Linked DNA regions of Gossypium raimondii: region 2 is linked to region 1. A link is a contact called in public Hi-C data. All regions are on one chromosome and are shown on one strand. The core of a region is the stretch at or near the end of the contact, and the rest is flanking DNA. Distances in the headings are between cores, read along the strand shown. Region 1 holds the start of LOC105790885. Region 2 holds the start of LOC105790886 (2-dehydro-3-deoxyphosphooctonate aldolase).

What was found. Hi-C and Micro-C count contacts between places; a contact is called where the count stands out from the background.
Region 2: a Hi-C map of leaf shows a contact between it and region 1, with 4 times the contacts expected there. The contact joins the promoter of LOC105790886 here to the promoter of LOC105790885 in region 1. A contact is called at or near these places in 2 of 2 Hi-C or Micro-C datasets (both in leaf).

What each region holds. Positions count from the first base shown.
Region 1 is chr8:14,634,531-14,637,536 of ASM2569854v1, reverse strand. It overlaps LOC105790885, which reads left to right and starts at 1,405. Exons shown (of 6, transcript XM_052634526.1): 1 at 1,405-1,869; 2 at 2,233-2,339; 3 at 2,510-2,641; 4 at 2,759-2,935. The coding sequence starts at 1,706.
Region 2 is chr8:14,791,605-14,794,610 of ASM2569854v1, reverse strand. LOC105790886 (2-dehydro-3-deoxyphosphooctonate aldolase) reads right to left here and starts at 1,587. Exons shown (of 15, transcript XM_012618691.2): 1 at 1,511-1,587; 2 at 1,180-1,249; 3 at 984-1,081; 4 at 729-825; 5 at 385-450. The coding sequence starts at 1,215.

The DNA of each region.
Region 1 (3,006 bases), core at 156-2,655:
TCCTAATAAGAGTTCTTTTGCGTAAGGAGCCGAGAGGAAGATAATTTGTATATATTTTTTACTTTGTGCTCTCAGTCTCGGCATCAAATTTTTTTCTTTTTCTCTTGATAGTGTCGACACCTTACCAGAGGAAGATAATTTCTTAGCAAGACATACAAATCGAAATGCAAAAAAGTCATTAACCTAATTTGTATGGGTATGGGCCAAATCAATTAATTCTGTAATTTGACTTTAAAGCCCATATTGAGCTTCTAAATTTAGTCTTTTAAGGCCCATCATACATTAATGTTTAATTATTATTATTAAAGTTATATAATTAAAAACTGAAAAATACTTTGTTAATATAAAATATAACCTTATGGCTTTAGGGGGCGAATGTTATACAATGTGGATACCAAATTAAAATACATGATAATTTAAATGTAAAATTAAAAAATATGAAAATTCCAAGGGGGCGACTGCCCCCAAGATCCATCCTTGTACATATACATGTGAAAACCACGTATTTAGAATGCATACATGTGTTTAAAAATACCATACAATAAACAATGAAATGTATGATTTGAGACTAATTAAGAATAACACATGAAATATATACGATATTAAAATAAAAATAAATTAAATTGTAAGTAAAACAAAATTTATTTAAACACATGAATACATTATATTAAGATTAATAAATGAATACAATTATTTATCAATGTGTTGTCATCAATTCTAAGTTGGTGTCGAGTTAATTTGTGACATCATTTTAATCAACAATATTATTAATATAATATATACAATTGATTGAGGTAATAAAATATGCGTAATAAAATTCAAATGAATGAAACTATTAAAAGAAAACTTTAGTTGAGTTGTAAATTTTAGGTTTTGCTAATCCAACTTACTTGAATTCAAATCCTCAGATGTGTATTTTTATTAATTTTTAAAATTAAAAAATTAAAAATCCTCAAATAACATAAATTATTTTAAGTAAAAAATATTAAAATAATTTTCCTTCTTAGATTAGCGTTTTATTCTAGTGTGGTGTATTTAACTTTCTTTTTGTCTTACGATATAATATTACTACAACATCTAATATTACTGCCATTACTATTTTACATTAATTACAGATAAATGTACCGTCCATCTAAAAACACCTAAACTTGATTGATGGGTGATGTACCCAACTCGAAACTTATAAATAAATAGTATAGATATAAATATTTAAAATTTATATAACATGAATTATTTATATATGTTAACTTAAATGATAATATAAAATGAAAAAAACAGGTCAACATAATAGCTTATGCAGATATGGTGGCTGCTGTTAGTTTTATAGTATTAATAAATAGAATGAGAGGTTTTTTCTTTTGGTTTTTTGTGCTTGCAGACAAGTAGAAAAGTAAAAAGGAAGTTGTAATTTCCTATTAAATTTCTGTATTTTGTTTTTCAACCATTTATCAAGAAAAAGGGAGAGAGAGAGAGAGAGAAAGAAAATGGAAGCTAGGAATTTTGGTAAAAGATAAACACAACAACTCCTCCCCTTTCTCTCTCTTTCTTGCTTCTGCCAATAATTTTAGATCGAATCCCAAACGTAACTCTATTCTCTTTTGTGTTTTTTATTAGATTATTTTTTTGTTTCGTTTCTTAGAAGGAAAAAAAAAGTCATTTATAAAGTCAAGTGTTTGGGAACTTTGGGTTGTTTACGAAAAAGAACATGAGCAAAGAGATTGTAAAGGAAGAAGCGCCTTCGTCGTCCCCTGTTGTTTCGGGTAGCTTTGCTTCTCTGAGAAGCGTCCGATGGCGTATTAGTCTCGGTATTTTGCCTTCTTCTTCTTCAGTTGATGATCTTCGCAGGGTAACTGCTGATTCTCGCCGAAGGTGATTTTTTTTCCTTGATAAAAATTCTAGTATTTGATGTATTTTTGGTTTTCTTTCCTTGTAAAGATTACCAGATTTATTATTATTATTTAATTTCAAATCCGGAACTTCTTTTTAACTCCTATTTTGATTTTTTTGTACAACACTCTAGCTGATTCTAGGTTAAAATTTACCCCCCAAAAAGAGAGAAGACAACTGTCTTTCTTTTTTCCTATTCCTATAACTTTTTTTTCTTGTTCAAAGTAGTTCTAAATTTTGCTCATTAAATTGCAATTGAGTTGTTTTTTTTTTTTCGTTTTTCATTTTTCTTGGAGTTAAAACCAACAGTTATGGCCTCAAATCTCTGGTTTTATTGTAATTTAGATATGCTGGGTTGAGAAGGTGGCTGCTAGTGGATCCACATGTTCCAAAGGATGGAAGAAGTAAATCCCCTGATCTTGTCATGGACAATCCACTCTCTCAAAACCCAGGTAATTGCCAATGGTTCTTATTATTTTTCTTCATTATATTGGTTACCTATATGTATTGTTGATTCATCAGTTTTTGTTTTAATAAGTACTGCTATGTTTACCTCGCTATATTATCTTGATTCACGTTGAACTTATGTAGAAAGTGTTTATGGGTCCAATGTTCGTTTCAGTTCCACAAATAGGAGGTAAATCTCTTTGCCTCCTTTTCGACCCCATCCTGGTTGATTGGTTGGTTGGTTTTGAAGCCAGGACTTGGAACTCGTCTTTGTCAATGGAAAATGTTCCATTAAACTCTCCAATACGTTAGGAATATTCTTCTTTGAGAAACTTTATGTTGTTTCATCATAATATACTCCCCTCTCTTTTAAAAATCTTCGTTGCTTGATCTTTACTGAAACGATATATAATTCTTGATGCAGACAGCACCTGGGGGCGATTCTTTCGGAATGCTGAGCTGGAAAAAATGGTTGACCACGATTTATCACGATTATATCCGGAACATGGAAGCTACTTCCAGACTCCTGGATGCCAGGGAATGCTGAGAAGAATATTGTTGTTGTGGTGCATTAGACATCCAGAGTATGGTTATAGACAAGGTTTTCTCCTAAGCACTTTGCCAGCATATTTATTAGTTTCTGTTCCATCACATTTTAGAATTTGCAAGATT
Region 2 (3,006 bases), core at 338-2,837, 160 kb before region 1:
TCTGGTATGGAAATTTTGATTTCATCACACAACTACTTTAAACAACGTATGATTCATATATGTGCTTGTTCATTAAGTCTAAAGTTATGGCATGTATGATTCATATATGTGCTTGCTCATTAAGTCTAAAGTTATGGTTTCCTATTAAGAGAGTAGGATAGTGCATTGGCCACATTACTTCTCATCAATGGCACAAGCAATGCATGGTAATATAAAAAGTACATCAGCAGATGCATAGATGATTTTTTAAACAAAATACATTTGAAATGACATAATCCAAAGAAATCACATTCACAAAAATTCCAAAATGAATACATGAACATAGACTTAAAATAAATGATAAAGTTTGTGTATAGATAGATGACCTCGAAGGTTTACTCATACCTGAATAGTTTCATGGACATCAGTTACAATAGGAATGTCATATGCTACTTTAACTTTCTCAAGGATCTGCAACCCAAAAATAAATTGAAATATTAATGTAAGTAAATATATCCAAGATAAAGTTGCACAAATTTTAAATTGACCTTAGACAATGTACTTGCAATTTCAGAATTGTAAAGAACAGTAAGAAAAGCCAAACTCTACCATATGTAGAAATACGTCCTAAGCTCAATAAAAAAATTAAAAAAAAAGCTCTACAGATCCATGTTAAGCAACCATGTAGCATGCAATGTAAGGAAAGCAGTCATGATATGTAAGAAAGTAAAGAAACTAAAGAAAAGAACCTTCAAGCCTTCAGCCATTCCAGGACCCCGAAATGATTTTGATGATGTTCGGTTAGCTTTATCAAAGCTTGATTTGAAAACCAAAGGCAACCCAAGTCTACAAAAATACAAAAAGCGCAGATATAATTCAGATATCAAAAAAAAAAAAAATAGCTTTGTACATGTTCTACTATGATCAATCTCAAGTAGTTTTGCACAAGTGATTCCAAAAAAAAAAGGCGGGGGGGGGGGGGCGAAGAACAAAGAAATTCATGCTTGGTAGTGATAGTCTTGATGTAGCCAGCCATCCTTAGAATGTGATCTTCAGATTCAATCACATTGGGTCCCGCTAACAAGAAAAATGGATCCGCACCCTGAGATTCAACATTTATTCATATAATTATTGAACAGAAACTACTAGCTCGGGTTATAAAGAAAAAATAATAATGAATAATAAAGTGGGAACCATCACCTTGAGCTTGTTGAACAGCGAAGCCGAGGAATCCATACTAAACTTCAGCAATTGCAGTTATCAGTCCCGACTACCGAGTATAAAAAAAATTAACTATTTAGAAAAACTCCACCACTGAATTAATAAATTGAGAGAGATAAGTATCAAGAAAGAAATGGCATAAATCAGAATAAAAGAAAACTCCGAGATCTAAAATATTGCGAAATGAACATTAAAAAAAAGAATAATGTTAAAAAAGCAGAGCGTTAAATTATAAAGAGAGAAAGAGAGTTACCAGAAAAAAAAAAGGGGGGGGGGGTGGAAGGGGGGGACAGAAAGAAGAGAAACTCACAGTCGAATCAAATATGCTGAGAACGACGGGAAGTCATTAACTAAGAAAACTCTCCTCTCCGGATAATAGTAATTTTTTAATAAATAATAATTAGAAAATCATATAGTATGGCCTAGTATGACAATTCATTGAAAAATTTAAATGTATTGAAAATTAATATTTATGATTTAATAATTATTTATCATTTAATGTAGGATATTTTTAATTAATTATTTTATTTTATTTATTTTGATATTATATTATTTTATAAAAATTTAATGTTTAAGATTTAATTTTTATTTATAGTAAGGTGAAATATTTAAATATTAAAGATAAAATATAGAAGTTTTTTTATAATTTAAAATATGTATTTATCAAATAATTTAATTATATTTCAGTAATTAATTTTAAGTAATATGTCAAATAAATCTTATAACTTAAATTCATTATTAAATGTTTAACACTTATTTTTAAATATTTAATTGTTGAGTTTATTGAATAGCACTAATTATATTTTTTTAAATATTAAATAATCATTATTTTATTTAAGTATTTATCTTATCTTATCTTATTATATGGTATAGTTATGTGTTATTTATAGAAGGTTATAACAACTATCATTAGATGCATGTCAAATTTCCATGAATTGTCGATTAATATGATACCTAAAGGTTATTGCATCCACAAGAAAAGAATATTATATCTTCTCTTAATCAATGCGGGTTTTAGAGAATGTAACGCAGTAAAAATTTTATATGACACATGACATAATTTTGAGCTCAATTATCTAGGAAATTATAAGAAAATTTGTGGAGTGACTTAGATAAGAAATTTTATGAAAGAAAATTGATATTGGAGAAGGGATTATTGAAAAGAGTCGTAAAGGTGAAAATATGACAAAAAGTACCAAATCGTAAATTTTAAAAAGTATGAGGACTAAAATGCAAAATTATCTAAAATGAAAAATATTAATTATTATAGATTGTTTGACATGAAATGGATTGGAATGTGATTTTTATGAAGATCACTTTTGGGACTAAATTGTAAAATTTGAGAAGTATAGGGACTAAATTGTAATTTTCCTATTTTACAAAAAAAGAAGTGCAAGAAGTGAAAACTTTATCACTCATGGAATTCTATTAAAGATTTAGTATGATTTATGAACTTGAATCGGTCCAAGTATCAAATCTACAGAAGAAATTGCTAGAAAATGCAAAAAAGGGTAAAATGGTAATGGTGACATAAAATGTTAATTTGGTCAATTCTCGATACTTTTATGATGAAAATAATATTTAAATATGATATTCGGAATCCAAAATTATTTTGAACTATTGGGACCTTAAATTAAGAAAATGAGCTTCAAATTGACTAATTTGGACTAAGTTGTTGGATATGGGCCCAAGGCCCGCATGTTGATATTTCTGTAGGGGATGAGAATCCCCATAAGCCACATTTCCCCCCTCTTTTCCAACTATAGCAGAAGCAAACATTTCTTCTATTTTCTTGTTTATTTCTTT